6 separate regions of the Mus musculus genome follow, and all the other regions are linked to region 1. The links are chromatin contacts, called in public ChIA-PET, HiChIP or PLAC-seq and promoter capture Hi-C maps. All regions are on one chromosome and are shown on one strand. Each heading gives the region's core, a stretch centred on a gene start, on an enhancer-like site or on the middle of the called end of the contact. The rest is flanking DNA. Distances are from core to core; before and after follow the strand shown. Region 1 holds the start of Cops9 (COP9 signalosome subunit 9). Region 2 holds the start of Stk25 (serine/threonine kinase 25 (yeast)). Region 3 has its middle 24 kb from the start of Gm46242. Region 4 overlaps Hdac4 (histone deacetylase 4). Region 5 overlaps Hdac4 (histone deacetylase 4). Region 6 overlaps Hdac4 (histone deacetylase 4).

Region 1 (2,989 bases), core at 359-2,858:
GAGGCCTCCCTGACATACACAAGACATGCAAGCCAAGAACACACCGGCAAATGCCCCGCACACCAGCAGGAAGAGAAACTAACAGGAGGCTCCCCTTGGCTGCCTGCTTGCCTCTGTGTCCTTAGTTTGACCTTCATGTGGGTATCTCAGAATGGCATTGACCTGGCATCTGGGGTTCTCCAGTTATTTCTTACACACCCGGCACAGTACACTCAGGCTTAAGGGGTAGGAGTGATTGTCTAGGCTCAGTTCCCATTATATCCTGGCTGAGTAGGTTTCCCTAGATCTGTCCTTACCTGTGATCCCCATTTTCACTCTAGCAGCCTGCACCCCAACCAAGCCCCTGACACCTCAAAGTTGTTAAAGGAAAACCCAACCAAACCAAAAACCCAATCCTACCCAACCCACCCACCCACCCAACCAACCAACAGTTCTCCAACTCTTTGAACGCAGAGGAAGGGAAAACATCCAAAACCATCAGGAGAGGCACAGGAGCAAAAGCCTTGAACTGCTGGAGAGACTCAGCGCAACCACAGTAGCAAGAGGGACTGACAGTCAAGGGGCAGGGTGGGGGTAGATGGGAAATAACTCAGGGGTAACACAGACGCTTTGCTGAAGTCAGGACCAGAGGACATCGTCTGGGGATAGTGGAGGGTGAAGAGCCCTATCAGACATGGAGAGCAGGCAGGTATCAGCTGGATTTCAGGCTTCTTGCTACAGGGATACTTGTTAAACCTGGATTTTATCAGGAGGTGCTCAGAGGATCCTAGGGGGACATCCAGGAGACTCACTAGAGTATTCTAGTCTGTCAGAGCATCTCAGGCCCTCTCTGACAATGATCCACACCTCTCTGTCCCTTCCCCATCTTTTTTCTTTCATTCATTCTTTAAAAACCATGGTATAATATAGCACCCTAACATGTATCCCCCTGGCCACCTCTCAGGGGACAGTCCAGTCATTTAATGGACACCTTCCCCCCCAACCCCACCGCACACCTCTAGAACTTTTGATTTGCAGATCTAAAACTGTGTCCACTGAGCAACCACCATCTCCAACACTGCTGCATTTATGAGTCTGACTGCTCTAGGGATCACTTATGAGTGGTACACAGCGTTTGTTTACGTTTCACTTAACAACATCCTTAAGGGTCCTCCATGCCCATAGCTTAGGAATCCCTTCTTAGTTTTAGGATTCCACACTATCTCACCGTGTAGATAAAGCCCATCTTGTCTGCGTGCACTGGGTTGCTTCCTCCTTTTGGCCGAGGTGACCCTGTGAGTGATCACTGAGCGTGGACTACTTTTGGATTTCTGTTACCCCCAACAGCACCCGGGGATCCAATACCCCCATCTTCTAGCCAATCCATTACTGCCTGCGAATCCTAAACAGTAGCCATTCGGATGGTTTTGAACTGCAGCTCTGCTGGGAAATGGAGAGTCTCCTTTCTCCGCTGACAACTCGTGCTGTGCGGTGTTGCTGGTCCTTAGACCGTCATCTAATCCGCTGCCCTCTTTAGCTCCCAGAGAGCTGCCCTGCAGCCAGGCCAGCGAGTGCCACCGAGGCGCGGTCCTCCGAGGTCTAGACGTGCTCGGAAGAACGCCGGAAGTAGAAGGGGCTGGCCGGAAGTGAGCGCAACGCCGCCTTGTCGAGATGAAACCCGCAGTGGATGAGATGTTCCCCGAGGGCGCGGGGCCCTATGTGGACCTGGATGAGGTGGGGTGGTGGCGGCGCGGAGCGATGCGTGGGGGTGGGAGCACGCCTGCAAACCTGCGCGGGAGCCCAGGCCTTTGGGGATTCAGAGGCTGGGGAAGCGGGAGCTGCCGGGGACAGTCGCAGGGCCCGCGACTGTTAACGTGAACTGCAGCGAGGAAGTAGGGTTTGCTCGCTGTCAGTTGATTGTGGCTCCTGATAAATCTTCCAGAGAGGGAAGGCCCGAGCGAGGCTTACGCACTGACAGGCCTCAAGACCCCAAGCTCTGAGAGAAGGGTAAGGGATGGTGTGTGGTAACTGCGTGCTTGGTGCTGGGACTCGGTTATTTCGTGTAGACACATACAGAGTTTTCGAGCGATCCTGTGCTTTTGATTTCCACCATGGTCACAGATCTCTCCCTGATATGGGTGGTTATGATCAGGAGTGTCAGCCAGCTCTTGTATGTCTGCTTCCTGTTCCTCCTCAAAGCTCAGCGAGTAGGGCGATGCGGGAACGTATCCCCGGACCTGAGAGATGTCAGTTGTGGCCCGAAGAGGCCGGTTGCATATCCTAAGCAAGGGTAGGGTGGGGTGAGGGTGCCCTACAGACGTATCCGTGGGGTTTTAGTCGGCTCAGTTGAGGCTTAAGAGAGGAGCTTGCCCTGATCCAAATATTGAAGGATGTGCCCTGTTGACCTTGGGATATAGATGACGAGAGCCATAGTAGCGGAGCAGAGCGATGCTCCCTTGTCCACTAAAGGAAGGGGATGCCTTGTTGTTTGTCTTATGGTTTCTATTGCTGTGACAAACACCATAACCAAAAAAGCAAGTTGGGGAGGAAAGGATTTATTTGACCTACATTTCCAGGTCATCACTGGAGGAAGGCAGGACAGGAACCTGGAGGCAGGAGCTGATGCAGAGACCATGGAGGGGTGCTGCTTGCTGGCGGGCTTGTTCACTGAGGCTTGCTCAGCCTGTTTTATTATAGAACCCAGGACCACTAGCCCAGGGATGGCACCACCTACTATGGGCTGGGCTCTCCCTAATTGAGAAAACGTCTTACAGCTGGATCTTGTGGAGACATTTCCTCAACTGAGCTCCTTCCTCTCTGATGACACTCTAGCTTGTGTCAGGCTGACACACAAAACCAGCCAGGGCATAATTGAACACCGAGGGGCATGAACAAGCAGGTCCGCATAAGGACGTCTGCAGAATGAAGTGGGCTCTGTGATTCCCCTGATGAGGCAATTGCTCTCAGCCTTAGCCCCTCAGTCCTGCAGCAGGTGATCTGAGGGCATCTC
Region 2 (2,989 bases), core at 241-2,740, 990 kb before region 1:
AGGCAGAGGCAGAGGCAGAGGCAGAGGCAGAGGCAGAGGCAGAGGCAGAGGCAGAGGCAGAGGCAGAGGCAGAGGCAGAGGCAGAGGCAGAGGCAGAGGCAGAACTGCTGTGAATTTGAGGCCAAAAAGGGCCACATAGAGAGTTTTAAGCCAGCCTAGGCTACAGAATGAGGTCCTGTCTTAAAAATCAAAAATAAAGGCCTACAGAGATTCCTCAATCATTAAGAATTCTTGTTGCTCTTCCAGAGGACCAGAATTTAGTTCTAGCACCCATGCCATTCAGCATATGACCCTCTGCAACTCCAGATCCAGGCCTTTTCAGATCTCAGTAGGTTCCTGTTCACATTTAACATACACATATATGTACATAAATAAGTCTTAATAGAGTTGGCCTTGCCTAATTTCAGACTTTTCTATAGGAGGGATAGGTAGGCTGAAGGCCATCCTACAGATGATCTTTTTCAGGGGCAATAAAAATATTTGCCCCTATTGTTGATGCCTTGGGGCGGGGGAGGGGAGGAAACCAAGGTGCTTCAGGATCCAGGGCAGGGCTGTTTGCTGGAAGTCTATTTTCTTCTGGGGAAAAACACAGCAAAGAAAACCTAATCAACATGTAGTAAAATTTGGCGGTTAAAGAATCTGATGCAAGGTCTTGCATGCAAGGTTTAAGGTTCCAGGATGGTGCCCAGGAAGAAAATCCACCAGAGAACAGAAACAACAAGCCTTTATGAGTTGGGGAGTAGGGACATTATGGTGGTTTGCACTGAGCCGTCATAGGAATGGACACAGTATGGAGCCAAATCTCCCTCCCGTGGAACACTAGGAGACTGCATAGAAGTGGACATTGCTGACTAGTCACTCATACTGAATTCACAGGATGAAAGGCATCTTCCAACCTTTGGAAATCCCCGCTGGACCACACAACTCTTCCCAGCGCCAGGTCATGTCCTGGGGACCTACGATTAAACCTTTTCAGATAGGGAAACTGAGGCAGGAGAGAAGCACTTGTCCAACAATGGGCGACTTTTCTAAGGGCGCGCGTGGGCGTACTCCTTGTGTGTGTGTGTTGCTAAGCGCAGACAAGAAGGTCACACTGCGGTTAAAGCTGGAGCACCAGGATATGAGGGTAATGTGGGTTCGCACTCCAGGCACACAGTATGGGTCTCAGAAGCTTGGCAAACAGAACTGGGAAAATGAGAGGAGGGCTGAAAAAAAAAGAGAAAAAAAAGCCTAGAAAACGTCAAGGCAACTGCGCACGCGCTGCACCCGTCACCGCGCGGCCTGACAGGAGGGGCAGCCCAGCTCGGGCATATCTCAAGGTTCGGATCCAATCTGTGGCGCATTTGTGCCTCTCCACTGACCGCCCACCGCAAGTTCTCCTGGGACTTGTAGTCTGTCGCCATCAGGGCCCCGGAGCACTTGCGTAACACCTCATCCTACCGCGCAGCCTGCTGGGACTTGTAGTCTCAATTTTGCGTGCCCGGGGTACGGGGCGGGCTGCGGGACTCCTAGTCCCACAGAGCTTCGCGCTCGCCACGACGCCCTGCTCAGAGCCGCTGCCTCCACCTCACGGGCTGGGAGGCCTGGGCGTTCCGGGAGACCGAATTGCGGTGTGAGCCGCCGTGGGGACTGCGAAGCGGGCCCGGAGTCCGAGATGGAGCCGCCCGGAGGTGGGCGCTGCCAGCGGGCCTCGCCTGAATGTTGGGGAGGCCGGGCACGCCCTGAGGGCGGGTCGGGGGCCCTGGGCGCGGGACCGGAGGTCGCGGGTGGAGGGACGCCACGGAACGGGTCCCCCTGGCCACTGTTGACCGAGCGGCCTGCGGTTTCTCGCAGGTGCTTGAGGCGAGCGGGCGGAGCGGCTGCGACGGACTGGTCACGTCAGCGGGGACATGGCTCACCTCCGGGGCTTCGCGCACCAGGTGAGTGTGGGCGTCGGCGTGCCCCGAGTCCGTGGTTCGCTGTGGAGCGGATTTGTCCACTTGAGGCGGGAGAGGGGCGGAGGCCGTCTGCCTCGGGGCGCGTCTTGGGGCCGTTGGAACTCTGGCCTGTGCCGAGCCAGCGCCTGCGGAAGACGTGAGCCCCAGGGAACGTCTGCGGGGCGAGCGCTTCTGCTCGGGAGCTGCTGGGGGCAGGTGCAGGAACCTGCCCTGGGCACAACCTGCTTGACCCAGGCTCGGAGCACCTTCCCAGAAGATGGACTCCACCTTCCTTGGCTAACGGGATGGAACCCCGACACGGGACCGCACAGGAGATGAGGGCTGCGTAGGGTCAGAGGGTTCGGTGGTTTGCTCTCTGGACCCCCTTTCTCGCCTTTATTTTATTTGTGGTGTTGTTATTTCAGAGCAATATGACAGACAGCTAGTGAAGTGGAATGAGCTGCCTTGGCGGCTGATTTTCCTCTGGCTTTAGCTGTGGGATTTGCGTTTTAAGGGCTTGGTTTAGATAGGCTTAGGCTTGACAGTTGCACAGTGAAGGAATCAGTTCCTGAGGACAGTGCAGCCGCTCACCCCACCCCACCCTGACCCCCCTTCTCCCTGCATCCTTGAGAACTGGTTGTGTAGACAGGAAGCATGTCCGTCCGCTGCTTGTGGGCAGGAATTGGAGGCAGGGCTCCTTGGAGGAAACCAAACCAGCCTGGAAGACTACTCACAGCTGTTGGGGAGGGCTTTTGGCCCAGCTGTCACAGATGGGATCCCGAGCTTGCTAACTGATGCTGAATTAAGCTAACACATTTTTAATACATTTTGACATTTCGCCTCTAATTATATAACATACTAAGAGAGAGAGAAAAAAAATCTGCCTCTAGTTTATTTTTAAGAGACTTAAGCTTAGCTTATGAAGGTCCCAGGATGACAAATTGGAGCTATGAATTGCGAAGGAGTACAGTAATGATGGCTAGGGGACCTTTCTCAAAGAGAAAACACCCTTTTTGTCTTTTTAGGGGCCTGTGTCCAGCCTAGACATACTTGGCTTCTGAAAGTGACACAAA
Region 3 (2,989 bases), core at 287-2,786, 740 kb after region 1:
AGGAGCCACAGGCAAGTCTGCACTTTGCACATACATGCATACATACATACATACATGCACACATACATACGTGTGTGTGTGTGTGTGTGTGTGTGTGTGTGTGCTGTGCTTTAGACACCCCGAGGAGCCTCCAGGTTCTAGACCTGAGCTCACTCTGCTCTTTAGAGTAACAACCTCTCCAGGTGGGAAACTGCAAGCCAAGAGGAAATCTCCGAGTTGACATTAATGCGTCGTCCCCAGTGGGGACAGTTTCACCAGTGTGGTGCTGCTTCTCTGGCCTCGTGAGTGACTTTTGTCTGCCTGGTTAGTGCTCTCATGCTGCAAAGCTGTCTCTCTTACTGGGAAAGAGGGTGTGCCAACCGAGGAAGTGCATTCTTCAGATCGGGCTGTACCTGAGACCGTGGAGCATTTTCTCAGTCATTGGTGGAAGTCCACCCTGGACAAGTGGTCTTGGATGACATAAGAAAGTAGATTGAGTAAGTCAGGGCAAGCAAGAAAGTACCCACCTCTCCTCCAGGGCCTCTGCTTCAGTTTCTGCCCCCAGGCTCCTGCCTTGAGTTCTTGTCTGGATTTTGCTTCCTGATGGACTATAGACGCTTTCCTCGATGAGTTGCTTTGGTCATGGTGTTTATCACATGTCAGTTGCAGCTCCTGCTTGAGTGTCCTGAGGCTGATCTAAGAAAACAGGAGCTTGGTGGCTAAAAGCTGTGACTTACTCTTCCAGCTGTGGAGGCCAAGTGTCCCAGGTTGTGGTGGCTGAGTTAGTTCTTTCAGAGGTTGAGAGAAAACCCATGCCAGGCCTCTCTCCATTCTTGGGTGGCTGGGGGCCCTGGCATTGCGTGGTTTGTAGAGAAGACATACAAGTGCATCCCCAAGTGGCCTTTCCCACTCACCTCCTAAGGACACTGTCATGGGATTTTTGGAGTCCACCCTAGCCAGACTGTCCAGCTTAAGATTCAGTCTGCTAAGCCCCTGTCACCCACTAGGGTCACACACAGCTTTCAGAGGTGACACCATCAAAGCCATAAGTCTGTTTATGTCACAGGCACAGGCAGACACAGCCAGCTATGAAACTAGAGTCCCTTGCTCAGGAGGGGCTGTGGAGGTAGCAGGGAGCATACACAGGACAGAGAGCCAGTCACCACATCCTCTCCAGGGGACAGAGCACAGCCTTCTGCCGAGCCAAGGCCACTGTAGCCCGTGGTGTTCCTACAAGGTTCAGTAATTAAAGCTTGCCTCTTTTAAGAGACAGTCATGAGAAACACTCCTGACTTACATGTTGTAAACACATAAACATACCATTCCCCAGCCCACTAAACACAGTTAAACATCAGGGAGGATTTTGTCAGTAACCCAGTGTGGCCTTGCTCCATGTGGGCCTGAGACACAGCCTTCGGGATGGACCTGGGCACCCTGTGGCCTGCACCAAATGTCTCCACCTTCCTGGACTCTGGACCCGCAGCCTGTGTGACTATCAGATTGTCAGTGAAGATGTGTTCTCTAAGGGTGGCTCACTGGCTCCTGCCCCTCATCCTGATGTCAAACTGGACGGTCTGGATGTTAAACCTTTGTTGTCCTGTGTGTTTCTCTCTTGTCCAATTCCAGGCAGTTCACCAGGCATTTTGTAAGTTTTTGGCCTCCGGGAGGTTTTTGTTTATTTGTTTCCAGGCACAAGGCCAGAACAGCTTGAAGCCAAAAGCCCGTTCTGTCTTTAGTAAAACTCTAGCCCTGTTTCATAAACAGTGGGTGGGGAAGGGGAGGGCTGGGTGTCCTGCCCACCTGAGATCTGTCCACACTGTGCCCTGAACCAGGGTCTCATCTCTTGTGAGGGGGCTTTAAAGCACTGGGCCAAGCTTGAGAGTAGTTGCCAATGGAGTACTACACGAGAATGCAGAGTCCTCTGGGACGGTCTAGGACCTTTGCTGCCAATGTGTGTGTGTTTTTGCTGCCAACTGCACAGGTGGTACTCAGTGTTGGATCCCAGACGGCTTAAGAAAAACAAAAAGATGGGGGTCTTCTGGCTTGAAAGTGTACACTATCAGATCTCATCTCTACTGGCATTTACAGCAGGAAGAGGCTCATATAGTTTAGAGTCCTAGCCACCCCCAAAACAAGGTGAGGACCTCAGGACACAATAAAGGGGACTAAGCTGAGAGTTTCCCAGGGTCAGGTGTGTAGATCCAAGGTGCCCAAAGGGAAGTAGACTAAAAGCACAGATAAGAGCTTCCAACCCCACCTCTGTGGTGCAGACCCAGGAGGTGGAAGGAGCCTGCAGCCTGCCTGGTGGGAATGCCACTCACTCAGGGCTGACTGTCATCCACCTCACACTCCCAGGGGTGCAGCCCCGAGGAGAGGAGTCCCTGCAAGCCAGATGAGAACCTGTGTGTGGGAGGGGCTCTGGATGGGAAAAGAGGGGGATGGGAGCAAGAACTGTCTACCAGTGGCCCAAAGTGACCTTTTCAGCATCTGGAAGAGAAGAGAAGAGAAGAGAAGAGAAGAGAGAGAGAGAGAGAGAGAGAGAGAGCCTAAAAGGAGCAACTGGGTGACCAGAAAAGGACAGAAATGCAAAGGTGTGACTGACACAGAACATGGCCAATCAGAAACCATGGATGTCATACAGGTGCTCACTGGAAAAGAAAAATCAGTGGTGGCAAAACATTAGATCTGTGATTCTCAACGCATGGGTCATGACCCTTTTGGGGGTCAAATGACCCTTTCATGGGGGTCTCATATCAGAAATCCTACACATCAGACAGTTGCATTACAATTCATAACAGTAGCAAAATTACAGTTATGAAATAGCAACAGAAGTTATTGTATGGCTGGGGTCCACCATACATAAAGAACTGAATATTAAAGGGGCAAAACATTAGAAGGACTGAGAACCACCACTCTAGACCAAACAGGGAGAGATCCTGGGGAAGGTGGGCCCAGGGATTCCTAAGATCCAGTGCAAGCCACATGGAAGCCAAAGCATCACAAAGACCCC
Region 4 (2,989 bases), core at 361-2,860, 680 kb after region 1:
AAGGAGAATGGCAGGGATAGTAAGAAGCTGGCCCAGGCAGGAACCAAGTGCCCTAGCCATCAAGAAACAATAGGAAGTGGAAGGCCACACAGAGCTGTGAATTTGAGGACTCATAGTAGCAGGAAATATGCAGGCATGTCCTTGTTCCTGCACTGTCCATAATGGCTTAGTGCATTTAGCTGCAGGCCAGGAGTGGGCGAGTTTACTCAGATCCATGCTAGGAACTCCAGCCAGATATGTAAACACAACCAGCCTCCCCTAACCCCTAGATCTGCCAGCCCTCAACAGAAGAGGTTCTGTTCTGTAATAGGAACACTGTCAGGTACAAACAAGCTCCCCTACCCACAAGATGTATGGGCAGCATGGTGTCTGGACTGTGCAAGGCTGTGCCAACTCCTCAGGGGCCCACTCCCACCTCCTGTGGCTGCCTACCCATAAAACGCTGCTTCCTTTCAGACTCTGGCAGAGCCACTCTCCTTGCCCTTGCTGCCTGGTGGTAGAGTCTTGCAGCAGAGCCTGTGGGACTCTAAGAACCAGTCTTGTCCTAGGGTCCACAGCATGCTTTTCAGACTGGGCACTCACAGAGCCAGTGCTACCCTGATCTTCTGACCCTGTCCTTCTCCCCACAGGCTCGCTGACCTCAGTGTTCGTCAGGCTTCCTTGTGGTGGTGTTGGGGTAAGCATTTCTTTAATGTGTAAATAATGTCCTGTTTGTTCTCAGGGCCTCAGTGGTCACAGAAATCATTGCCTTGCTCTCTCGAGTGGGTAATGGCTGCCAGGTGTTTTCCATAAACAGTACTATGGGGTGGGCGGGGCCATCTGGGGCTTCAAAGGGACTGAGAGCGTTTTTGGTTTTTTTTGGTTTTTTTGTTTTTTTTGTTTTTTTTGTTTTTTTTTCACGGAACTCAGGCACCTTTCTTTGGGGAAGGTTGTCTAACAATGCATCTTACTAGGCCACAGCTCTTACGCACCTCATGTGTACACTGTGCCTCATGGCGTACGTTCACAGCAGTGCTACATGCTTGTCCATACAGGCCACAGAGGCCTCTTAGGGAATTGTGGACTTTTCTTGCCACGCTCTAGTTTGTACTCCAGATAGTTTTCTGTGCAGTGACCAGAGCATCCATGGGTCAGATGACATTTGTAAGACATTCTCTGGTTTATGGTGGCCTTGCATTTCTATAACCAGGTGATACGAGTAGCTAGTCACTTGGAGAACAGACTCAGACACACAAATGACAAAAAACTAGGCAGCCGTCAAGATATCTACTCCACCTGTGTAGACAGCCTTAGCTTGTGCTGCCAAATTGGCCTCAGGAGGCAGAGGTTCTGCAGTACTCTTGTCCCCTGGGATAAGAGAGTGGGACCAAGCCTCCTGTCTGATCTTCTGACCTTCAGAGTCACAACAGCGCCTGGTGTGTTGGGCCAACACATGGCCAAACTTGTCCTAGCAAAACCTGTGCTGTGTTTGATCACAGATTGTGAGGTGAAGCTGAGGTCTGGATTCTGTTATGGAAATGAAACAAAATTGTTTTCTTCCTGAGTCTTTACAGAAATCGCTGCTTTGAAAATTGCCCCGTCAGAAAGAGAATGATGGCATCTATTCATACTACCACCAAGCTCTCCTGGAGTTATTTTGTTTTGTATTGTAAATAGGCTGCAATCTCTTAATTCAGGGCAAATTTTTGGCCCAACTTGAAAAGATTTGGATTTGCACTGCCCTGCAGCCAGAGGGTCCTGTGCGAGGCAGCATTTATAATTTGCAAATGAAAACTAAATGCAAGCTCAGACCTAGGGGTCAAACCCAGGCAGACTCCTGCACAACTAACCCCAGATCTGAGGTCCAACCGGCATGCCAAATGAATGCAGGCGTACTGAACAGATGTGAGGGGAGCCCATGGGGCCCAGCCTGCAGAAGGGAGGCCCAGAGGCAGCAAGGCAGCCCAGAAGCTCTGACTTAGTGTCTCTTTGGGTCTCTGCTACAGCCATGGACTCAGTTTTCCTCCCAAGATTTCCAGGGCTCGCTCCCCCTCCACCCACTGAGGTGTCAGAAAGAGCAGTGCAGATGCTATGGGAAATCTGAGACCTGTGTGGGATGAGGAGTGGGGACCTAAGGGCAGGCCCCTCTGTACCTGGAAGCAGCTTCCCATTGCCAGTTCTGTCATATGGTAGTTCTTTTAGAATGTAAAAAACCAATCCTTATTCGCTCTGTTAAGTAAAAGTTTGAAATACTTTTGATCTTTTTTTTCCAAACCAAATAAAAACTCTTCTGTTTTGTTCACCTCATTATTGTGAACTTGAGACTAGTAAAGGCCTGTGTCTTTGACTTCCTGCTCCTGCCCTGCCCTGCCTGGAAATGTAGGCTGGCTTCTGCTGGCTTCTACCTCCTCCGACTGCAACTTGAGCCCCTCATTCCCAGGGCTCACCCAGATTTGCCACATGCTCCGTTGTCAGTATTCAGCTTCATTTCCCAGATATTTCTGTCTGTACTTCCTATAAAGCACTTTCCTCTTGCTCCCGTTAGCATCACCACCCTAACGGAAGCAGCTGGTAGACATAACTGGGGACAAAATAGCAGAAAGTCTTGCCATGATAGCAGCCTGGAATCCTGGGGTTTATTCCTTCCTCTCTGCAGAAAGGAGCTTGGTCAGGTTACAGACACTGACCTGTGATGCCCAGAGAGTAGTCTACAGAGAGTCCTGGAAGAACTGGCACATGTCATGTGTAGTCCCTTCCCCATGTCTTAGACATGCTCTTTAATAAAGTCAAGCTCAAGCTGGAGAGATGACTCCATCCTTAAAGGCTAGGCTCACAACCAAAAACATAAGAGTTAAGTTCCCAGAACCCATGGCTGTCTCTCCAGCCACCAAAAAAGTACAAAGAAAAAAATAAAATAAAGCTAGGCTTTTTCTTCACACATGGGAAGGAAATGATCACTGAGCTTATAGCCTCCAGCCTGGCCTGGACACTGCTGGGCTGCCTAGGACAC
Region 5 (2,989 bases), core at 200-2,699, 660 kb after region 1:
CCTGGGTCACATGTGGACATACCTTTTGAATTTCACATTCTAGAATTGGATGAACTTGTGCCTGAGGGCTGCTCATGTGTTAGCTATTCATGGTAGTGTCCCTGGGGAACCCCAGCAGTGTCCCAAAAGCCTGAAGTGCTGGTAGTTAACACACCTCTTATTACAAACTGCACATGCTCACACTCCTGCAGAGTATGCAATGTCTGACCACTGGCCCAGGCTCACTGAGGAACCCCAACACTCCCAGGAAGCTCCTGCACTAATTTTATACCAAGCTGTAACCTAATCCTAACCCTAGCTCTGCCACCAATAGTAACCCTAAGCCTAACCTCTGCTCCAACCCCAAGAAGAACACTAACTCTAGTGACAAACCTACCCTAAATGTACCTCTAACACTGACCTTAGAAGTAACACCAGTAATGACAGAATAATAACCTCTAATAAACAGAAATAACGGCTAGCATGATTATCAGGGCAGTCCCTGACCTCTGTGTGTTGATATGTACAAGTCCCTGTGTTCTTTTAGCTATGACTTGCAGCAAGGTGGAAGCCACATACTCTGCTGCCATCAGACTGCTTAAATGACCCTGTGGCTGACTTCATGTGCTTGGGAGCCATTTTCTTAGGGCTGTTTCTTCCCACTGCATTCAGAGTGGAGCCTCACAGTCAAGAGCAACACAGCTTTTAAGGCTTCCAAACACAGACTGCGAAATCAATCTGCAAAAAAGGACAGCAGTTTATAATCCCATGACCACTTGGTTCAGCTTTTCTGAGCTTTTACAAAATCTGTCAGTTTGATGACTTGGTAAATATGTTTTTCAGTCACTGATAAAAGTTGAGCATTTTTTCATTTCCCTTAAAATGGGTGCTTTTGTCATTGTCTTTATTGAGTTCTGCTCTCATGTTAATTGGTCTATGATTGACAAGTTCTTTATATTCCAGTCTTTGTTTTTCCTGCGCATTGCAGATTCCTGTCATCATCTACCTTTATAAGAACAGGGTTTTTCCTCCTCACCATTAACTTTCTCCTTGCTTTCTGCTTTTGATGTCATTCTTGAAAAACTTCTAACTACAAAAATATTTTAAGATGTGTTGTTCTAAATATCCTACCCATAGCTTTATGGTAAGTAGGCAGATTGAATAAAAACAAACAAGGTAGCAGGAGCCCATTAAGAGGGGAAAACTCAGGAATGGGAGCCCTGATTCAGTTCCGGTGGCATGCTGTGGTCTTCCCTGCACTGGAGGCCACAGTCTGCACAGTTTGTTTTGCACCAGGCAACCACACATCAGCACCTCATGCTGTAAGTGCCCTTGCAGCCCTGGGTATGCTGCTTGTATTGGAATGTCTGTAGTAGACTCTGACGGTCACAATGTCTTCTGTCTACAGACGAGCTTGGCACACAGACTTGTGACTCGAGAAGGCTCAGTCGCCCCACTTCCTCTCTACACGTCACCATCCTTACCCAACATCACCTTGGGACTTCCTGCCACTGGCCCTGCCGCTGTAAGTTGGCCTCTGTGGGTCTGTGTGGCATGGGGTGGTTGTCTACTCCAGTTCCCACAGCCTGAGTTTACTGGTTCTGCCTTTCAGGGTGCGGCAGGTCAGCAGGATGCTGAGAGGCTTGCTCTCCCAGCTCTCCAGCAGCGGATCTTGTTCCCTGGGACCCACCTCACCCCGTACCTGAGCACCTCGCCCCTGGAGAGGGACGGTGCAGCAGCTCACAACCCCCTCCTGCAGCACATGGTCCTGCTGGAGCAGCCACCCACCCAGACACCCCTTGTCACAGGTAAGAACCACAAGGAGATCTCTGTGGCGTTAGCAGTTTCCTTGGCCTCCTGTAGCTTTTAAAGAAGGCTGGAAAGAACAACTGAGCCCATACAACAGTAGAAACTCTATGGTTCTCTGTAATGTGATAGCTACCTTAACTGTGGCAAAAAACTGTGTCCTGCTTAGAAAAATGACCAAGGAGTACCAGTCAGTGCCAGTGGCCCTCTGTTTAGCCTCCTGCTCTCCCACTGATTGGTTTCCCTACAGCTCGAGGAAGCAAGTGCATGAAGTGCAGAAGTGACCGTTGATTTCTCAGCTTGAGGATGATTGCATTTAGAAAAATACAAGTTTGAGACAAAGTAAACTCGTGACATTTACCCAGTTACCACACTTTGGAGGGACTGTTTCAGAAATGATGGCATGTGGAATGTTTCTCATGAGACACACAACCCTCCCTATTGGTGACTTGGCCCAGTTCTCTACATCATCCTTAGGTCAGTGGGTGACTTCTTCACACCTGTTGCTTCACTCAGAATCACAGCCAGAGCAATCCTAGAACTGGCGTTGTCCATGTTCCAGTGTTCCCCTGGGCCAGCCTCTGGTTGGTGTGTTAGAGTTCCCACCTACTGGGGTGAGTTGGTCTGTAGGGCTTGGTATTGGTTTCCTGTCTTGTGCTTTTTGTCCCTAGTATGCCCTTGGCTCTCCCAAGTCAGTGATCTGGACAGGAACAGCACTTGGTCTGCTGGGACACCCTCCTCCAGCTCTGAGAGCAGTGTCTCAGTGACCATGGACCGCTCCCTACACTCAGGCCCCTTCCTGTCTGTTCTCTTGGAAGCCAGGGACCATGGGCTTCATCTTCCCATCTATGAGTGAGATGCTAGCACAGAGTGACAAAGTGAAAAGACTCAGTTCCCGTAGGCAGCGTCTGACACCCAGCAGCCCAGTCGGTGCTGATCTCCAGGTTGAGGTTTTTCCTTTGGGGTTAGCTGGGTTTTGGTTTTGGTTTGTCTCTTTATTGTATTTATTTGAACCTCTGTTGCTGTTTTGATATTAAATCTTGCTGGCCTCAAACTCGGACTCTCCTGCCTCAGTCTTCTAAGTGCTGGGATGTCAGGGCTGTGTTTGTGACTCTCCCCCAGCACTCTATCCAGTCTTCCCAGCACCCCTTCTGATGCAGCTCTCGCTGGGAAAGGAGCCTCCTGAACAGGATTTCCTCTGCTC
Region 6 (2,989 bases), core at 263-2,762, 600 kb after region 1:
ATGAGTTCTGGATCTCCCTGGACTGTGCATCTTCCTCAGAATTCTTGATGCCAGTTGTGTATAGCAGGACTTTTCTGGGTTTGGTGATCACTAGCTATGATGAGCACCTTACTTAGACACCCTGTTTTAACATTTCCCACTTGTCTGATAGGGTGCAGTTGCACACTGACTCTATGGAATCCTATGTACATGAAACAAGTCAATATATCCAGCAGACCAGCCTACAGGTAGGGCATGGTATGGACCAAGGAAAGGAGTTGCATGTGCAGATTTCTGACTTCCAGCTTAGAGCAGTGCCTCTCATAGGACTGGATACAATTGCGTACCGTCCTGTCTAGAAGAAAAAACATGGGGTTAATCAGTGCCTAGAAACTTATGTTGCCTCCTCCAGAACCATGCATGGAAAACTCAACTCAGAGAATACATATAGCATAGGCTGTGTATGGCATGCATCTCTCCTGCCCAGTGCCAATCAGACAGCTTTCCCATAGATGCACCCACAATACCTTTCTTTACAGTTTGGTTACTGAAGAGTAAATACCACAGTGCATCTTCTGTTTATACCATCGCTAGCTTCTTTCTCAAGCATGATTTCTATCCTGATGAATTGCTAGCAAAGTTCTTGGGCATTTCCTACGAGCATTGCAGTGAGGCAGAGAAAATAAAACTTTCCTGCCTTTGAGGCTCAGGCCATGCCTCTGTGTTGTGCATGCATTCTTAGATGCAAAACGTTCTTAGATGTTTGCTCTATAACGTGCTTTTGACTTTTCCACTGTAAGTCCTTCATACAATTGCACCTGCATGCTCACGTGCACATTAAGTAATTGTAATCACATTTCAGACATCTTTGGGAAGGGATGTTGCAGATAAATCAGAATTCTGAGTAGAGTTAGACAGGCTCTTCAGTACTTGTGAGTGATGGTCTGAATAAGTTTGGTGCTCTCAAGTGACAAGGCAAGATGGAGGTTGAAACACATGTGTGCTATTTCATTCCCTTTAGAAATGTACAAGAATGACAGTAACACACTATGCCAAAAGTCCATCCCATAATAGCACTCATCCCAATAGTTAAAGTCTGATTGCTAAACATTGACCTACATGAGGGTCAAGACAATTCTAAGAGCCAAAACAGGTCAGTATGTCCCATCAGAATAGAGCTATTCTGAAACCTTTGGATTTCAGAACTTGGGCCAGCCCCAAGTCTCCCTGTGACTGAGGACAGGGCTATTTAAGTATCTGTGAGATCTGTAGCTAAGAGAGACTCACGTCATTAGGATATTGTAAAACACACCACCCACACTGGAAGACTGATCATTAATTTTAAAACTTGGCAAAAAAAAAAAAAAAAAAGGCAAGCACCTGTCCTCCCTTTCTTACAAAGCCCTCTAGTCAGAGTAACAAGGCAGAGAGCTTTTACAGAAAAACCCAGTGAACACTCAAAAAGAAGCAACTGTGGAACCAGAAGGGTTGTTGCTACTAGCAACAGCCATGGTTAGCTGCTAACACCTACCTGGGATGCCCCCACCAGCCTCCTAGCTTCTCAGGCTCTTGCTGGAAAATCATAGCCAGATCTGCCAGGCCCTAAGAACATATCCCAGTTGGCAGAAAGCCAACTGTCATATAATAATATGTTATTATGGCAAGGAGTTCATTGATCCAGGCAAGCGTCATGAGTAGAGCTGCAGGGCAGGTAGCCAGTTTCTGTAGCTGGCATGTGTTCATGAGAGGAGCAGGGGTGGGGTGGGAAGCTCCTTCACATGTGCTGGCACATTACAGTGTCTCTGAGAGATACAGTTTGCTGGCAGTGCCTGCCCTTACTGGGTCCTGATTCAAACAATATAAAATCCATTTTTAAGACTAAAAAGTGGGGTGACTTTCTAGTCACTTAATAGCGTGGAATTCTTACTAACTTACTTGGATATGCTGACAGTATCTTACTGTTCTATAAGAATCTTCCAGAGACATTTGTCCGGTATGTATGGATAAAATGGTGTGAAGGAAGAGGTATATATAGGTGTACACTCAAAAGAACCAGGACCAGGTGAAGAGTCCATTGCACAGTTCTTTCTGTTTTATGTACTTTGAAAAACCAGTTATTCTGTGTACATGAGCGTGCATGTGTGCATGAGTGAGTGCCTCTGTGTGTGTGTGTGTGTGTGTGTGTGTGTGTGCGCGCGCGCTTGTGTGCTTGTATGCATGTGTGCTAGCCTATATGCCTCTGGGTGCAAGTCAGTTTACTCTTTCCACCAGGAGGGCTCTGGGGCTAGAACTTGGGTCTTTACATCTCCTAAGCCATCTCACTGGTCTTGCTTTGTGTACTTTTGAAATTGTCCCCAAACACGTAAAAATGAACATCTAGCAAAGGGTGGTAAGCCAGCAAGAGTGAGAGGGGCATGCAGGCCACATCTTGGAAGGTGGAAAGTGGGTTTGGAAACCTCTGCTTACCTGGCAGACCCAACAAAGCCAGAGCCCTCTCCAGAACACTGAGTGACTAGGTGACACCACGGAGTGTCTTCCCCTCAAGAAAAGAAATGGAAGCAAGCAGTCTGCTGGTGTGGAGGCAGAAGAACCCCCCCCCCCGCAGTGCTGCATGACTGTCTCCCTTCTAAAGGTGTCCACTAAAGGTTTGTTTGCTACAGACTGCCAGGTGCCTCCAAGGCTCAGCCTTCATTCTGCAGGGCTCAAGTAGCTACAGACCTCTCTAAGAGAGAGAAGGAGGCCTGGAAGCGGAGGCCTTAGGCACCAAGCTGGCAACTCCCTAACTGATGCCTTTAGTGTGAGATTCCATTCAGTTCTGTTCCACCTGGGACAGGTAGCCCCAGGCCAGGCTGGGAGCAGGGACTGCAAGAAAAGAACACTACTCTTGAAATATCTGAGCTGCTCCTCAGCCCAAAGGCCAGGGATCTGGATAGCATAAACGTGCGGGAGCTGTTGGTCTTTGAATGTGACTCTGTGGCTTATCAAAATAGCAGGAGTAATGACAAACTTC

What was found. Promoter capture Hi-C pulls out the DNA fragments that hold promoters and counts their contacts. ChIA-PET counts read pairs in DNA pulled down with a chosen protein or histone mark. HiChIP or PLAC-seq counts read pairs in DNA pulled down with a chosen protein or histone mark.
Region 2: a promoter capture Hi-C map of pre-B cells shows a contact between it and region 1. The contact joins the promoter of Stk25 here to the promoter of Cops9 in region 1. A contact is called at or near these places in 2 of 39 promoter capture datasets (cranial neural crest and pre-B cells), 1 of 484 Hi-C or Micro-C datasets (CD8 T cells) and 1 of 115 datasets of contacts at active chromatin or transcription factors (thymic regulatory T cells).
Region 3: a contact with region 1 is called in a promoter capture Hi-C map of liver, with 2.9 times the contacts expected there. The contact joins the enhancer-like site here to the promoter of Cops9 in region 1. A contact is called at or near these places in 14 of 39 promoter capture datasets (3T3-L1-derived adipocytes, the C10 cell line, HPC-7-derived erythroid cells and 8 more), 1 of 15 datasets of contacts at CTCF or cohesin (large pre-B cells), 1 of 484 Hi-C or Micro-C datasets (olfactory sensory neurons) and 11 of 115 datasets of contacts at active chromatin or transcription factors (the 230-238 cell line, T-cell acute lymphoblastic leukemia, astrocytes and 4 more).
Region 4: a contact with region 1 is called in an H3K27ac HiChIP or PLAC-seq map of embryonic stem cells, with 4 times the contacts expected there. The contact joins the enhancer-like site here to the promoter of Cops9 in region 1. A contact is called at or near these places in 13 of 39 promoter capture datasets (the 3T3-L1 cell line, the C10 cell line, the HPC-7 cell line and 6 more), 1 of 15 datasets of contacts at CTCF or cohesin (large pre-B cells), 13 of 115 datasets of contacts at active chromatin or transcription factors (the 230-238 cell line, T-cell acute lymphoblastic leukemia, bone marrow-derived macrophages and 9 more) and 4 of 9 other capture datasets (adipose tissue, embryonic stem cells, embryonic tail and 1 more).
Region 5: an RNA polymerase II ChIA-PET map of memory CD8 T cells shows a contact between it and region 1, with 6 read pairs. The contact joins the enhancer-like site here to the promoter of Cops9 in region 1. A contact is called at or near these places in 2 of 39 promoter capture datasets (both in embryonic stem cells), 6 of 115 datasets of contacts at active chromatin or transcription factors (the 230-238 cell line, astrocytes, bone marrow-derived macrophages and 3 more) and 2 of 9 other capture datasets (liver and macrophages).
Region 6: a promoter capture Hi-C map of hippocampal neurons shows a contact between it and region 1, with 2.9 times the contacts expected there. The contact joins the enhancer-like site here to the promoter of Cops9 in region 1. A contact is called at or near these places in 1 of 39 promoter capture datasets (hippocampal neurons), 5 of 115 datasets of contacts at active chromatin or transcription factors (double positive thymocytes, effector CD8 T cells, embryonic stem cells and 2 more) and 1 of 9 other capture datasets (adipose tissue).

Annotation. Positions count from the first base shown.
Region 1 is chr1:92,640,604-92,643,592 of GRCm38.p6, reverse strand. It overlaps Cops9 (COP9 signalosome subunit 9), which reads left to right and starts at 1,608. Exons shown (of 3, transcript NM_001163425.1): 1 at 1,608-1,713. The coding sequence starts at 1,651.
Region 2 is chr1:93,634,228-93,637,216 of GRCm38.p6, reverse strand. Stk25 (serine/threonine kinase 25 (yeast)) reads left to right here and starts at 1,490. Exons shown (of 12, transcript NM_021537.3): 1 at 1,490-1,670; 2 at 1,834-1,919. The coding sequence starts at 1,890.
Region 3 is chr1:91,902,353-91,905,341 of GRCm38.p6, reverse strand. No RefSeq gene overlaps it. Among named protein-coding and RNA genes, the nearest start is that of Gm46242, 24 kb to the right of the region's middle. Within about 2 kb of position 1,536, at least 23 of the 459 cell types and tissues checked have an H3K27ac peak or open chromatin away from gene starts, as enhancers often do. A contact at or near this core is called in astrocytes and liver, where this site is marked.
Region 4 is chr1:91,962,467-91,965,455 of GRCm38.p6, reverse strand. It overlaps Hdac4 (histone deacetylase 4), which reads left to right. Exons shown (of 27, transcript NM_207225.2): 17 at 630-676. Among named protein-coding and RNA genes, the nearest start is that of Gm46242, 84 kb to the right of the region's middle. RefSeq lists an enhancer at 1-2,528. Within about 2 kb of position 1,610, at least 23 of the 459 cell types and tissues checked have an H3K27ac peak or open chromatin away from gene starts, as enhancers often do. A contact at or near this core is called in embryonic stem cells, where this site is marked.
Region 5 is chr1:91,983,176-91,986,164 of GRCm38.p6, reverse strand. Hdac4 (histone deacetylase 4) reads left to right here. Exons shown (of 27, transcript NM_207225.2): 10 at 1,388-1,504; 11 at 1,592-1,787. Among named protein-coding and RNA genes, the nearest start is that of Gm46242, 110 kb to the right of the region's middle. Within about 2 kb of position 1,449, at least 54 of the 459 cell types and tissues checked have an H3K27ac peak or open chromatin away from gene starts, as enhancers often do. A contact at or near this core is called in double positive thymocytes and memory CD8 T cells, where this site is marked.
Region 6 is chr1:92,037,559-92,040,547 of GRCm38.p6, reverse strand. The region is part of intron 3 of Hdac4 (histone deacetylase 4); the gene reads left to right. Among named protein-coding and RNA genes, the nearest start is that of Hdac4, 140 kb to the left of the region's middle. Within about 2 kb of position 1,512, at least 7 of the 459 cell types and tissues checked have an H3K27ac peak or open chromatin away from gene starts, as enhancers often do. A contact at or near this core is called in hippocampal neurons, where this site is marked.